Linked DNA regions of Mus musculus: region 2 is linked to region 1. A link is a contact called in public Hi-C data. All regions are on one chromosome and are shown on one strand. The core of a region is the stretch at or near the end of the contact, and the rest is flanking DNA. Distances in the headings are between cores, read along the strand shown. Region 1 holds the start of Gtf2a2 (general transcription factor II A, 2). Region 2 overlaps Myo1e (myosin IE).

Region 1 (7,883 bases), core at 2,377-4,876:
TTTCTTCCACATTAAGTACTTAGATCATCAGTTTCAAAATACAGACAATAGCTTCAGCTTTTTACTGTGTTTTACTTTTTGCAGAAGTGGTTGGTTTGGGGTTTGGGTTTTTTGTTTGTTTTGGGTTGGGTTTGGTTTGTAAATTTTTAAAAAGTAGAAGTAGCCTATATTCAGTTCAAACATGGAGAACTGCCTCAGCAGTTGTAAGAACACTTCCAAGTTTAGTTCCCAGCACTGAGGGCAGGCAGCTCATGGCCGCCTATAATTCAAGCTCCAGGGGACTGCTGCAGTCTCTGGCCTCTGGGCATTTGCACATACATACATGCATGCATGCATGCATACATACCATACACACACACAAAATCTTTTTTAAAAAATGAATAAAATTCACAAGGAACAGCCAAGCATCATGACCTATACCATGCACTAGGGAGTCTGAAACAGGAGAATTCTAAGTTTGAGGCCCATCTGGTCTACATAGCAAGCCCTTGGCTGAAGAAGGGTTAACTGCTTTAACCTGCACTTGAATGGATGTGGTATAGAGATGGGCCCACAGTAAATGTAAGTACAGTTGGTGATAAATAGTAGGGTAGAGGAAAGCCACATTAAGTTGATTTTTAATTGGTGTAATATAACATGTTTCCACATTGTATTTTAATTTTCATTACTAATTGAGGTGAAAATGCAGAAATAATTCTTTGATGTTTTTGCAGGAGTTATGGATAAGCTTGCCAGGTTTAGTTCCATGTTTTTGTTACCATCTCTGTTATACTTTGGCTCTGATTGTCCCCTTTTTATCAAGTTTTTCTTAGAAAATAATGTGACTCTGTTCTGCTTGTGTCCCTGAAAAAGCACCAAGGGAAGCTGTGCGGTCTTCACCTCACACTGAAGCCTTTCACGCCAGGAGGCAAGAGGTGCCAGGAAGTGTGGTGCTAAGCAGTTAGAAGATAAGTAAGAAAATGGGCCCTTTCAAAGAAAGTCTTGGTTATCACAAACATGCCCTAAAAGTGTCCTCTTAAGGGACATACTCTGTATGGCAGCCAGTGGTCCCATTTCCTGTATCCACAAGGAAACAGATCACGTATGGTGTGGCTTGACAAGGAAACTGCTGATGGCCGTGGTAATGATATTCTCCTGTCCTCTGCATCTTCAGACAGGAGCAGGTCTGTACCGTAGCAGCGAGAGTGGCCAGGTGGAGACTGATACCAACCCTTCACGGCTGGTAAACAGTGTTAGCTACTGTGCTAAGTGTCATGCCTTAGTGCCACCAGCTCCTTGACAGTATTCTTCCAGAGAACTTGTGTCATGTTCCTGCAGCCATGTATGTGAATGCTCAGGGAACTTGGATGATCTCATGCAGACGTTCTAGGAATTAGCACTATGACACATGGAGTAGAGCAAGCCAGTTTCTTGATTGAATTGGTAGCTCACATGAAAGGTGACAGTAGCTTTGGCATTCTTTGTCCTGTATTTTAAGTAAAAAATTTTTGCTAGATGGCGGTGGTACACACCCTTTATCCCCCAGCACTTTGGAGGCAGAAATTGATCAGTCATATCTCAGAGGACTGGAATAAGAAAAATCTATATACAGGCAAACAGTTGTGCTAATGAGAGTTTGCTTTGTACTAGGGAATGGGAATTGTGTAGTGGGCATTGCTAAGACCATCAAGAACTGGGCCCAGTATTCTAAGCTAGTACAAATGACCTGTCAGAGGAGCCCTTTACTTTCTGCTCCCTTTCTGAGATCCTAAATGAATTTGGAATCAGGTCAGCAGAAGACCAGTAGGAGCTTTTAAGTTCTAAATGGTAACTGAAACAAAACAGGATGTGGAACTGTTAGAAGTAACTATAATTTGAATACGGCAGTTTGTTGCTATTATATATAATATGTAATGGTGTGGAACCAAATGTAAAATGCTTTGAGAAATTCACATACAGCATTTGAAATCAAGCACCAGATGAAAACCAGTTGTTTTGGGACTTACTATGGTGATATGTACATGTAATTCCCGCACTGGAGGCTAAGGCAGGAGGATTGGGAGTTTGGGGCCAGTCTGGATTACTTAGCAAGTTCCAGGACAACCTAGGTGGGTGTACAGAGTGAGACCTGCCCTGGGTTTGGGAGTGGGGGTATGAAAATTAGTTTTAAAAAAATGATAGAAGCTATTTCAGATAGTTGTCTTAAGATTTCCTACAACAATTGAAACTTGGAATTTGAAATTGTGTATTTGCATATCTAGTTTGACAAGAGAACTTGGTAGCTGTCAGTTACTCCATGGTACCTTTGTATATAGACTTCCAAAGGTTAATGTCCTAACAGCTACTTCATTGTTTACTCATGAGAACCCAGCTAGTAAATATTGATGTTCAGGGCTGCTGGCTTGCACAGTCCTTGGGGTTCTGTTCACATAGAACACAATTTGGAGTTCATCAAACACTGTTGCACTTTGATTCATACTTCCAAATGATTTTCATTGGACGCTCACATTCTGTCATTTAGACGGAATGCGCTTATTGTGCCCTTTCCACTGTTCTTAGATAATATTGTCATTTCAGTGAGAATTGAGACTGATTCTCTCTGCAGGATACACCTCTGGTTTTTGTCACTGAGAAGCCATTGATCTGCAAAGTATATCCTTTTCTCTTCCTTTGACTGGTTCCAAATACAGTGGTGTGTCTTCATCTGTTACACATGCTACTGCAGCATTAATGCATTTGAATAAATTAGTTGGAATATACATTCGTGCCTTGTTTTCATCTTTAATCGTTAACTTTTACACTGAATTTTCCGGTGAAGCCTTTCAAACATCGGGCCTTTACAATCCTGCAGTGTGGATGCTTCCGGTTCTTTTATTTATTTATTTATTTATTTTATTTATTTTTTTTTTTTTTTTTTTTTTTTTTTTTTTTTTTTTTTGGTTTTTCGAGACAGGGTTTCTCTGTGTAGTCCTGGCTGTCCGGGAACTCACCCTGTAGACCAGGCTGGCCTCGAACTCAGAAATCCACCTGCCTCTGCCTCCCGAGTGCTGGGATTAACTTAAAGGTGTGCGCCACTACACCCTGCTCTGGTTCTTTTAATTGATAACAAGTTCAGCCTGTTTACAATCTTAACACTATTTGAACTTTAATCAGATCTGTATTTCATAGTTTGGAAATTATTTAATGAGTTTGGGTTGCAAGGATATGATTTTAAAAGGCTAAAAAGGAAAACCTACAGCATGGCACAAAGGAGAACATGTTTCACTCTCAGACCTGGAGTGTTTGCATCCGAAGTCACAATTCATGTGCTCACTGGCCATCTGCAGTACCTATAGCTGCTGTTTTGAAAGCAGAAAACCAAGCACCCCCGCTAAAAAGAAAAGGGATGTGAAATTCTGGAAACTCAGAATATCCACGTATTTGCTTTTGTATCAGTCACGAAGTTTATACAGCAGACCTTCCAAATGAAAAAGATGAAAGACTCACAAACCCTGGTTTCCCTACACTGCAGTCCCACAAACTTTGACAAGCCAGACAGTCGCCCCATTGCCTTTTGCTTCCCGAGCGCCAGCAGGAGAGACCACGCCCCTTCTCGGAAACGGCGGTGGGGGCCGGCAGTGGCTCCTGTGGCGTCACCTCCGGGTCGCGTGAGCACTTCCGGGTCACTGGCACAGGGCTGCGGTTTCCGCGGCCGAGGAGGTGGTCGCAGCGGGCTCCCTACCTGGCTCTGCTACCGCCGTGGCGGAAGCGCCTTCCCTCAGGTAGGCGGCGGCGGGGCCGGGAGCGGGGAGGCCGCGGCGAGGCGGGCGGTACCGAGCGCTGTGCCCGCCGGAAGGCGACCCCAGACAGACGCAGCCGCGCGGGAGCAGCCGCCTTCCCGCTCTCCTCAGGCCGCGCTTAGGCGACCGGCGTCCCGCTCGGATGCCGGGCACACACGGCGCCTGCGCTCCAGCTCTGCAGTGAGGAGGGGATTCCGAAGTTCTGCAGTTGCCGCCACCTTTAAAGATTGGAGATGGCCGAGCCAGCTCGTTTCAGCAGACGTCGAAGTCGCTGTTAGCTCTTTTCCAAATAATGCTTAGATGTCAAATGGAGCGTGCCATGGCTCCCCTGTCCTATTTTAAAGTTTATGTCTCTCTGACCTTTTTCTCCCCTTCTCCATACACACGTACTGACTGGCGTTTACTTTGAACGAGCTAAATGTTTTTGTTTGACACGCGTCGAGTATCCGGTACTGTTCTCAGCCCGCAGGTTACATCAAGTGAACAAAAATAAAGATCCATGCCCTCGTGGACTTTACATTTTATGCGGAAAGTTAACATAAGACCGTTAGGTAACTTGATGGCAGACGGTGCTATCAAAAAATTTTAGCGAGATGAAGGGTTTGGAGACGTTTCATAATGGATGTTGGAGTTCCTATGTGGTGGTCAGTTTAGGTGCAATTGAATGGAGCTATTGGAGTTGTGTGTTAGCCAAATTAATATCTGAGCAAGAACATTACAGGCAGAAAGAACAGCCATCGCAAAGGCAGTCCCACGCCTGTCATCCTCAGGGCAGTTGAGAGTGCAAAGGGAGGTGGAAAATAGATCAAACCAAACATAGAGGGTAGCCAGATCGTCAGGCCTGATAGAAGCTGATGGAAAATATGTTCTAGCCCATATTTTTAAAAGATAACCCCGCTGCAAATTATAAAGTGTGAGGGACAAGTGTAGAGTAAAGAAAATTTGAACACCATGAGTCAGTGGCCTGGCATTATAAAATAATCATGGGGATGTTGAGAAATGATTGGCTTCTGGATTCATTTTGAAAGTTGCCCTTCCAAGATTTGCTAGGAATTGGACCATCTTTATGGTTTATATGACTCTGAGGGCCCATAGAAGAGTCCTCTGCATTTGCTCTTAGCTGTAGGAGAAGTGTCTTAGCTATTTGATAATTGTTTCGATGTAGAGTAGAACATCCTGAATATGGGTACAAAGAGAGAAGTGAGGGAAGGCTACAAGTTTCAAAGTCATCAACACATAGATAGGATTTAACACCATAAGCTGAGATGGACTAACTAACAGGGAAAGCAGGTAATTCAGGAACTGGAAGTCAGAGCTGAGAAAGAACTGTCAAAGGAAACAGGAAATACAGTAGTTCCATGAGCTGGAACCGGAAAACAACAGATCACAGAATGTTCTGTTGGATCAGTTGCTGACCAAGTGTAATCTGAAGATGGCAGGTCACTAGTTTTGCCAAATCTCGTTATACTCCTTCCTGTAGCTGAGCTCCTTAGGATTCAGGAAGATTTTTTTGTTTTGTTTTATTGTTTTGGGTTTGGTGGTTGTTGTTGTTATATTTATTTATTTTTATTTTATGTGCATTTGTGTTTTGCCTGCATGTATGTCTGTGTGAGGTGTCAGATCCCCTGAAACTGAAGTTACAGATGGTTTCTAACTGCCGTTTGGGTTCTTGGAATCAAACCTGGGTCCTCTGGAAGAGCTGCCAGTGCTCTTAACTGTTGAGCCACCTCTCCAGCCTCACCAAGTCTTATCTGATAATGATTGTTTGAATAGATCTCCCCCTGTCCATCTCTGGACTATAAGTACTACAAGGTCAATAAACATGTGTTACGTCTGTATTCCTCTAACCCTTTTCAGGTCCCATAAGCTGGATTTTCTGCCTTTCTTGCCAGAAGTGTTTCAAGGGCTTTTCATTGCCTTCAGATCTCTTGTGGGGCAAACTCATCTTGTCCTCTGCTTTAGCCTCACCTGCCGCTCTTTCCTGCTAGATTTCCACAAACCTTACACTTTGACACTTCTGTGGCTTTTCTTACCCTCCTCTCACCTTTACCCATTCTAAAGTGGCTTTCCTTTGAAGACTGGGAAGCTTTTCTAAGCCAACTCAGTCCTTAAGCAGCCTTTATCATACAATGAGTTATTTCTTTTTGCACAAAATTTAACCTTTTTATGTGTCCATTACCCTTTGTAGACAGATTTTAGGACCTGTTCATCTTTACCCATTTTGTCTCTGTTTCCTGTCATAGCACCATTCTTTTGGCAAAAACTCTAATGGAATTTTAAGAAAACAGAAAAATAAAGGTCCCAAGAGCAGATATCACGTCACTATGTGAGAGCAGGTAGAATGTATGCTATGTGGAAATTTTTAAACTAAGGGAAAACCTGTGGATAAAATAAAGATGCACATTTTAATGACTATGTCAGCATACTGAATTAAAAAGATAAATACCATACTGGTATTAAAATCAGAGAAATCAACACTTTGAACTTAGAAGATAATTAATGTAGTAATTTGTAATTGAGTTCTCATAGTTCCGTGTTAGAATACATGAAGTGATAGATTACTATATATAATTTACATTGTTACAAGTTGGTCTTTTATATTAAATTTGTAGGACATCAATGCAAGCCTGAAGAAAAAGTAATTGCTTCCTTTTAAGCCATGGCCTATCAGTTATACAGAAATACAACTTTGGGGAACAGTCTTCAAGAGAGCCTTGATGAGCTCATACAGGTGCGGCCAAGCATTAAACATGATCTGTGTACATCTGCAAAATGTCTTGTTAAAAAAATTTTAAATTAATGGTTTTCCCTTCTGATGTTAAATGATGAACTATAGAAATGATCCCTGAAAGTAATCTCATCTTAAATTTAAAGGAAAGGCAAATTATATCACTTTAAAAGTAATTCTGTCCAATATTATAAAATTCTTTGAGATTTGAGTTAGAATTTTGAATTTCTATTTCTATTTTAGAAGAATTAATCTTACTCAAATCATACAACTAAGAAAGTGCTAAGTATTTCTTTTTATGTTCTGTTGGAGTCTGGAGGGAAATGTGGGAGTGAGGTTGCTTTGTTTTTTTTGAGACAGAGTCCAGGCTGTCATTGAATGGTCTGTAGTTAAGAATGGCCTAGAAGGGCTAAAGAGATGACTCAGCAGTTAAGGGTACTGACTGCTCTTCTAGAGGTCCTGAGTTCAATTCAAAGCAACTATACGATGGCTCACAACCATCTGTAATGGGATCTGATTGCCTCTTCTAGGTATGTATAAAGACAAATCACTCAATACATAAAAATTAATTTGGTGGGGGCGGGGATGGGAGAGAGTTCAAGACAAGGTTTCTCTGTGTAGCCCTGGCTGTCCTGGAACTCACCCTGTAGACCAGGCTGGCCTTGAACTCGGAAATCTGCCTGCCTCTGCCTCCCAAGTGCTGGGATTAAAGGCGTACGCCACTACTGCCTGGCTAAAATTAATAAATATTAATGAAAGGGGGGCGGGGAGAGAGAGAAAGAAAGAATGAGAGCGAATGAGAGAGAGAATATTATAGCCTAGAACGTCTGGCCTTCCTGCTGCCACCACCTGCTGGGATTACAGCTGTGCATCACCATGCCTGGCCCCATCTGCTCTGGTGTTATTATATAGACTTTGGTATGGTTTGATTTTGTTCTTTATATATAGGTCTTAAATGTTTTATTAAGAAAAGAAACTTAGCTGGGCAGTGGTGGTGCACAGCTTTAATCTTAGCACTCAGGAGGCAGAACAGGCAGATCTCTATGAGTTCAAGGCAAGCCTGGTTTATAGAATGAATGCTAAAACATCAAGATTATACAGAAAACCCCTGTCTTGAAACAAAACAAAACAAAAAGAAAAAACCTGGCTTCCCATTTGTTGATTATTTTGTTCAGCCACCAAAGGACTAGCAAGTCTTTTCTGGCTTTGCAAACTCACCACAGGTTTCCTTTTCCCGTCAAGATATGGTGTAGTTCTTTCCAGGCTTTGCTTTACCATCCCAGGAGAATAAGGGTTTCCACTGTACAAGTTCTGATTAACTTATGTTAATTTTTAGACTGCAGTCAGTATACTTTATTTGTCTTAATGTTCTTCCCTTAGCGAATTTTATGTTCTTC
Region 2 (7,883 bases), core at 1,615-4,114, 290 kb after region 1:
GGTGCATGTGCTTTTCCACGGAGCTCTCTTCTCAGCTCAAGATAATTCTTATCACACCTTAAAAAGATCTGGGAGCCTGTGCTTAACATGTCCAGGACTCAAGGTTTGGTTCCCAGAGTTGCCGCACAAATAAAAAAAGAACCCCTGTATTATCTGATCTGCTCCATATATCCCAACGCTGGAACTGAGTTGCACATTCTTTGTTGCAGCTGGTTTGCTAGCATTTAGAATCCAAACAAAGCCCACACAATCGCCCCTGGTTGCTGTGTCTCTCACGTCTCCTAGACACTAAGTGATCTCCTTCATTCTCTGTTTTTCTTGGCATTCATTTATTAAAGAGGAGGGTTGTAGGCCCTTCCAGGCACTGGCTGACTGTATCCTGTGATGATGCCGGCCGACGCCTCCCACCATGCTCTATATTTCCTGTTGTCATAGTTACTTGTCTCCTTGCTGCACAAAATACCTGACAATAGCAATTTACGGGTTGAAATTTGGAGGTCATTTCCACCGTAAGCAATAGTCTTGTGCCAGTTTTTATCTGATGGTTTACTTTGGCTCACAGTTTTAGGGTACAGTAAGGACATGAGGCGGCTGGTCACATTGCATCTGCGGTAGGGCAAGAGGGAGATGGATTTGGGTGCTCAGCTTGCTCTCTCTCTTTATTCAGTTCAAGACCCCAGGCTGTGGGGTGGTAAGCCCGGATTCAGGGTGGGTCTTCTTGCCTTAATTAATCCAACCTAGAAACTTCTTCATGGGCATGGCCAGAGTCCTCCTAGGTGATTCTAGGTCCTATCAAGTTGACAGTTGGTGTTGATGACCTCATGTATAAATTGATAGTATGTCTCAAAGCATGGCCAGATGCAAATTCATTTTTTACAAAAACATGTTATGCAATGAACGTCATTACCGTTAGTCTCTCTCAGTGTGATGTTCAGAGTATCAATCAATCCATCCATTCCCGATTCTCATCCTTATGACCATTCCTCAAAGTTATTTTCTCATTCTGTTATTTCTTTTACATGTGATAGTTGGACATGTTTTTTATTTCATCTTAAAATATAATCTTTATGGGAAAACTGGATAAAATGCCTACTCATTGTCGTTTCTTCTCACTTTTTCAAAGTAATGAGTTGTTGCCCTGGCAACCTCTGAAGGTAGCATGTATTTATTTTCAGTATCACCTCTAACTAGTGAATTTAAACTAGCCTACTGTTTACACTGCAGTCATCTCTTAGGTGTCTCAGATAATCTCCCTTCTGCCAGTGAGGGCCCCTTGTCCAGGTCTCTGTGTCCTTGACACATCTCAGGTCCTCTTGGATCATTTTCTTGTGGCACATGGTCCAAGCTCATTTTATTTATGCCATCCCGAGACCTGGAACTGGCCCTTTCTCCAAGGGGCTCTTTGTTCAGTCGAATGAGACATGATCTTTAGACACCACTGATCCTGACACCAGCTGTCAGTGTTTCTGTCCTCCATAGTGGACAAAGCTAAGGAATTTGAATCAAAATTAAAAAAAAATCAATGAGGCATGGGTTCATTCTGTCACTTCTAGCTAGCTTTTAAGGTTATAGAGGGCTGTTTGTTTTAATTTATTATTATTATTATTTGCATGTATGAGTATTTTGTTTGAAATCTATATTTGTATACCATATGTGCAGATTGTACATATTTTAAAATATCTTTGACTTGATTTTTATATCTATTATTTGTCTCTCTGCTACTAAAATGATATTGTAAATAAAATTATTTGCCTTATACTGTATGCATTATATTTGTATATGTATAGATCTACATACATATATGTATCTAAAATAATAGCAATATTATTATAACACCAACAATAATCATGCCAATTGGTAGCAATACTGAATTCATTTTAAAATTTATTTTTGTTCTTTTGGTCTATATATCCAATATTAACAGCCAAAATATCACAGTTTAAAGATCCATTCATTTTTATTTTGTGTGTGTGAGTATTTTGCCTGTATGTATGTCTATATACCCTCTGTGTGTCTGGTCCCCATGGAGGCCAGAAGAGGGGATTGGATCCCCTTGGACTGGAGTTATCAATGGCTGTGAGAAAACAGTGGGTGCTGGGGATAGAAGCCAGGCTCTCTGCAAGAACAGCAAGTACACCTAACTGCTGAGCCATCTCCCCAGCCCCCAAATACTGGATTTTAAAAGTCAGCTAATTTAACATTCTCTATGCCCTTCATGTGTCAAGATTGTCTGCCATTAGAGTTCTTTACACTCTAAATTTTAATGGTTTAAGACTGTGAACGTTACACTTATCATTGACTTATTTTGTTTCTTTGAGGAGGAGCCTTGCTGTGTAGCCCACTCTGGGTCAAGCCTCCCCAGTACTCCTGCCTCTGCTCCTAAGTGGTGAGATTACAGCTGCAAACCATCACACCTGACTTAAGATCTCAGAATTTGGTTTTCTCTTACCACCCTCTAAAACATTTACATGGTAGCAAAATAAAAACAGTAAAGCAAGATAAGAGAAGCATTTTGAGGTAAATGCAGGTCCCTGGGGCTTCACAATGAAGTGAGATTCAATGACATTTTACTCCATGTGTCTGGAGGTAAAAGAAAATCTTTGTGTTAGTGTCTCTGGGACCATTATCCCAACCAGGGAACTAGCACTTCTCCCCCATTCTCCAGTGTCTCTAAAGCCCAGAGCTCTGTGTTCAGTCTCTCAGTGGTTGCAAACTTGTTCTTTCCTAGTGGTTTATGCAAATTGAGGGAGGGTGGCTGTATTGGTTATGAATTCTGAATTTATTTTTATCTTGCCACAGTTCCCCTATGACCAGCTTTATTTTTTCCCCTATGACATTGGCTTTCTGGTTCATCGTGCTCCTGCTGGCTGCTGGCCACCCCGTCTTACCCGGGCTATGCACGTGCTCGCCCTGTGGTCTGCCCCCAGAGCCCCTTGCCGTAGGTTCTTTTAAGAAACCACACCAGTTCTCCTGGGGGGCATCTTCTGGATTTGTCTGACTGATCCCACGTGTTCATGCTGCGCTTGTGCCTTCAACTGTCTTCTAGAAGCTGAGGGTTAAATACGAATGGTAGGGTAGATGCAGTTAAACCCTTTCAGGGGGATGCCTAGGGAGTGATGATTTTGCTTGAGTAACAGGAAATGCTCCTGTGTGACATCAATTTGAGGTCACTGGAGAGGCAGGATTGGGGAGGGTCCTTCGTTGTATTTAATGAGAGAGTTCGGTAGGAGTTTTCTGGTAGATCCCGGTGTTTCTTCTCCTTTCTTAGTCTGCTCCTCTTCTGAGTGTTTCCTGGGAAGGAAGAGGTTGGCTTTGTTACTCAAGAGCCCGTGGTTGCACCAGCTCAGGCCTCTTCCACCCTCAGATCCCCCGCCATCTTGATTCACGTGCCCAATGCGGAACCTCTGGCCCCTTCCAAGATCCACCTTCGAGGCCATTTAGATGAGGTACACTTTAATTTAGGAGATGGCAAAACCAAGAGGCAAAATTTAGGCTAAGACTCCTGTCCCCTGACAAGATGGCCCTCCCTTCTGTCTGGCTATAGTCAGTTCTCCCTGCCAGGCTCAAACATTCATGAGAACTGCTCTTGGTGCCTATGGTTACAGCTGTATTGTAGCGACAGAATCCAAAGCTGTATGGAAGAGTCAGCATTATCAGATGAGGTGGGGGGGGGGGGGGTCCAGACACAAAGGCTTGCAGTCATGGAAGGTGTACTCTTAGAGGCCTGGATGGTGTGAGCCCCTCCAAAGGGGTGTGTGTGACAGCTACTTATGGTCAGTCAGGGATACCTGCTTAAGTCTCGAAGGTCTAGAGTTTTTATCCAGGCTTCATCCCATATGCCTACAAGGCTCCTATTTGATTACAGGCTCCTACCTCTAGACTCAGTCCATGCCTTTAACCTCTACTTCCTCTGTGTGCTGCAAAGTGTCTGCCACAAATCACATTAGACAGTTTGGTGGCCTCATCCCCCCAGGCAGTCAAAGAGGGACCTGAGAGGAAGAATGTTGGGGGTCGGGGGCTTGACTTCATTCTCCAAATACAGAGGCCACATGCCCAACCTCTCTTGAGTTTATTCTTCAGTATGCAGGTTCCTTCGCTTTGAGACAGCTCCTGTAACCTCAGTAACTCGCCAGGCTCCTCTCTAGGTCTCAGTTTCTTCTCCTGATAGTAAATTGATGGAGCCAAGAAGTCATGAGTTTTCCTGACTTTGAAACTCTTTATTGTAAGCCACACATCATTGGCTAGCAGCCTCACAGTTGACCAAGCCCCCGGCTCTGATCTTGTTTTCCTGTAGATCAGGAAGATGCTCCTGGACCATTCTGTAGTCTCTTTTTATCCCTGGGTTCATGTGGAGCCCAGCACTCTGTCATCCATCTCATTTTTAATTTCCCTACGGTCTGTTTCTACATTGTAACCACATAGCTTCTGTACAGTAGTATACAATTGGTTGGTTGGGTGATGGGTCCCTCTGTAGATGGCAGACTGGGGAGCTACCAGGTAAAGTAATGTCCTGAAGGTGCCTGCACAGGGTTGTGAAATCACAAAAGACCATTCACAGAGATGACACCATTTATTAGTGGAAAGAAGATGAGATCTTTAGGGATCCAGAAACCAAGTACTGGGATGAGAGGCTGAACTGAGTTAAGATGGCAGGCATGACATTTAATAAGCCTGAGAAGGAACACAGGAACTGACAAGTTAGTGTGGGCTCCAGGCAACTACAGGAAGGTTCCACATAACACAGCCATGAGCAACGGAAGGCTTAGGAGGCCCCCTCAAGCCTGGTCACCAAGCAGCCCATGTCTACTTGGTTCAGACATCACCCATTCTCCAGAACCCATGTCTGGATGTGTGTGTTAAAACCATATCTGGGATATTTTTGGATGTCAGAGACAGCTATGTAAATCTTTTTGATCATCTCTTTGTAGTGTGCTTTGAAAAGGGAAGAAGAACCAGGAAGTTTCTAACAGCATTCCCTGTCACCTCTGCGTCACCAGACTAGCTCTTGGCAGCGTGTCCACATAGGGTTCTGAAGTTTGCCCCCTAGCCTCTGTGGAGACATATTAGACCTTGGAGAACATTTCCGTGGCACATTAACACCAACCACGAGTTCCTGCCCCTCTGGGCCTCATGAGCCCTTGTGACCTTAGCATATTTAAGAACTCAGATATCCATTCGAGAGCATACATCACATTTGTTATAGTTTCACTTTTCAAAAATATCCTTAAGTATTTGCTTTCTGAAGACGAGGGTGTCTGTCTTTAGTGAACCCAATAACAAGTTTCCTAATGATGTATGCATTCCGTGTATGTCCTGCTTTTTCTGTCCGTTTGCTTGTTTGACAGGAGGTCTCATGGAGCCCAGCCTGGCTTCGAACCCACTATGAAGCTGAGGATGACTTTAAACTCCTGATGCTTCTGCCTCCAGCTCCCTAGCACTTAGATTCCAGGCATGTGCTATCATTGTGCTTGATTCACATGGTCCTGGCATCAAACCCAGGGCATTCTAGGAAAAGCTTTCTACCACCTGAGTTATATTCCCACCAACCCCGTTTTAAATTTATTTGTTTTGTGTACATGTCTGCGGGGGAGGGGGTCCATGCATGCACGTGCCGCACAGAGGACAACTTCCAGGAATTAGCTCTCTTTTCCCACCATATGGGTCCCAGGGATTGGCAGCAGATGCATTTACCAGACTAAGTCACCTCACCCACCCTGCTTCTCCCGGCCTTTAAAAGTAATTAATACAGCTGGGGCAGACCTGGTCACACATGCCTTTAATTCCAGCCCTCTAGAGACAGAGGAAGGCAGATCTATGTGAATTTGAGGCTAGCCTAGACATAACTAGTTCAGGGTCAAGCTGGGCTGTGTAATGAGACTCTGTTTCCAAAACAAAAAAGACAGAAGACTTAACAAAGACGTATTTTGAAAGGATTGCTGACAGGTTGCTTATGAGAAGAGCAGGCGCTAGCTGCTAATCTGGACCTGAGGTTGTTCACCTACCTGCTTGAAAAGATATTTTGTATTTGGGCTTCACTAGCATTTGCAGTGATAACAAGTTAGGGAAAAAAAACAAAACAAAAAAACCAACCAACCAAAAACAAACAAAAACCCCACGGTGAGATGCCTCTAATATGTCGCTGTGTCTGCTTCACTCTTGGCTTCCACACCATCAAACGTCTCATCTCCTGGATGCTCAGGCTGCCTTCCTGTCTTTGATGTATTTCCAGAGCCTTTTATTATTATCACTGGGACCCTTTTCCAGGCTCCCCTGGGTTTCTGGTGGCCCACGCAAGTCTTGTTTATTCCGGCAGCATCAACGTTTGAGGCTCACTGTCTCTCTGGTGAGCCTTGTCAGCTTCTGCCTCTGACTAAGAAAGATGGCTGAGAATGGCCGTCGTCTGTGGATTTGAAGAACAGAGATCCGCATCTGGGGCTCTCTTCGTTTATCTTGTAGCTTGTATGGTTCTAAAGATTCCTTTAGTCGAGCAGGGCTGCCAACCTAACGTTATCCCATTCACACTAACTGTATGTGTGAGCATACGTGTGCTCAGGTATGTACAGGCGCATGTGAAGGCCAGAGGTCAATCTCAAGTGTCTTTCCTCAGATGCTGTCCACCTTGTCTCTTTTGAAACAAGCTCTCTCAACCAGTAGGCAAGGCTGGCTCGCCAGTGAGCTCGTTTCTACTTCCCCAGCCCTCGGATTGCAGGCACACGCCACCAAGCTCAGTTTTTTATTTGGTCTTGTTCTGACTTTTTTTTCTGTGGGTTCTGGGATTGATCCTCTCGCTTCCCAGTCCTAATGATATAATTTTTAATCTTCTTAACAATGTGGCCATCTAGTAATCTTATCCCTCTTTGACAGATTAAGAAACTGAGTCTCAGATAAAGAAACGGATGAAGCATCTTGCATTTGGGGTATAGCCACGCTGTGATGTGAGCAAGGGCTGCCCCACTCCAGAGCACCCTTTCTTTGCTGCTTTGAGCTAGCCTGTGTTGGTTTAGTTGGTAAATAACTGTTGTAGCCCAGCAGTGCCTTGAAAAGATCGCTGTGATGACCTAGGAATGGATGCTGTTTTGTTCCTCTGTTTCAGGTACATAACTTATGCAAGCCTTTGGCGCTGCATTTAAAATTCAGAGACTGCTGGGAGCTAGAAAGATGGCTCAGATGTTAAAGAGCGGGGGCTGCTCTTGCAGAGGACCCAAGTTCGATTCCTAGAACCCACGTGATGGCTCGCCGTCTGTAATTCCAGTTCCAGGAGATCTAACAGTTTTTTTCTGGCCTAAAAGAACACCAGGCCTATATGTAGCACATAAATGCAGGCAAATGCTCACACACATACAATAAAAACATAAATTTTTTTAAAAGCAGGAACTAATAAGTTAGAAGAACACAAGAAAGGTTAATAAGGAATTAAATATCTCTCTAAGCTATTCAAAAATGATGTGAACTATCTTTTATTAACATCAAAGGGAATTTTATATATAGCAAGGAGCCAACTAAGGATTTAAACTTGATCTTCAGACTAAACATCAGGCTCAACGAAACCAGAAATTTCCACTTCACCCTTCCTGTTTATTGGGTTGATCAAGGTGAGCCTTGCCACAGAGCCGCTTTCTTGGCAGACTTGAAAATGCTGTATGTCTGATAGCATTAACTCCCTGGGTACCTGGGATCGGGGGAAAGCAGCACTGTTAACTGTTATCTCAGGCACCCTTTGCTCAGCATGTTAGCACATTTCCTCCATCACCTGCTCAGCATGGCAGCAGGGCTGTGTTTCAGCACTTTGATGCATAGAACATATTTGAGGGTTTATATTCTAGTGTGATTTCAAGGTCTGAGAGGGGCTCCTTCTCTCCTCAGTCTCAGAACTTCCCAGGTAC

Evidence for each region. A called contact is a pair of places that touch in the nucleus more often than the background predicts.
Region 2: a contact with region 1 is called in a Hi-C map of B cells, with 6 read pairs. The contact joins the enhancer-like site here to the promoter of Gtf2a2 in region 1. A contact is called at or near these places in 4 of 39 promoter capture datasets (embryonic stem cells, liver, pre-B cells and 1 more), 4 of 484 Hi-C or Micro-C datasets (B cells, cerebral cortex, embryonic stem cells and 1 more), 6 of 115 datasets of contacts at active chromatin or transcription factors (the NIH/3T3 cell line, embryonic stem cells, large pre-B cells and 2 more) and 4 of 9 other capture datasets (adipose tissue, embryonic stem cells, liver and 1 more).

The regions. Positions count from the first base shown.
Region 1 is chr9:70,008,922-70,016,804 of GRCm38.p6, forward strand. Gtf2a2 (general transcription factor II A, 2) reads left to right here and starts at 3,627. Exons shown (of 5, transcript NM_001039519.2): 1 at 3,627-3,740; 2 at 6,371-6,489. The coding sequence starts at 6,418. It overlaps Bnip2 (BCL2/adenovirus E1B interacting protein 2), which reads left to right. Exons shown (of 11, transcript NM_016787.4): 11 at 1-2,738.
Region 2 is chr9:70,302,242-70,310,124 of GRCm38.p6, forward strand. The region is part of intron 4 of Myo1e (myosin IE); the gene reads left to right. Among named protein-coding and RNA genes, the nearest start is that of Gm40531, 7.5 kb to the left of the region's middle. Within about 2 kb of position 2,865, at least 28 of the 459 cell types and tissues checked have an H3K27ac peak or open chromatin away from gene starts, as enhancers often do. A contact at or near this core is called in B cells, where this site is marked.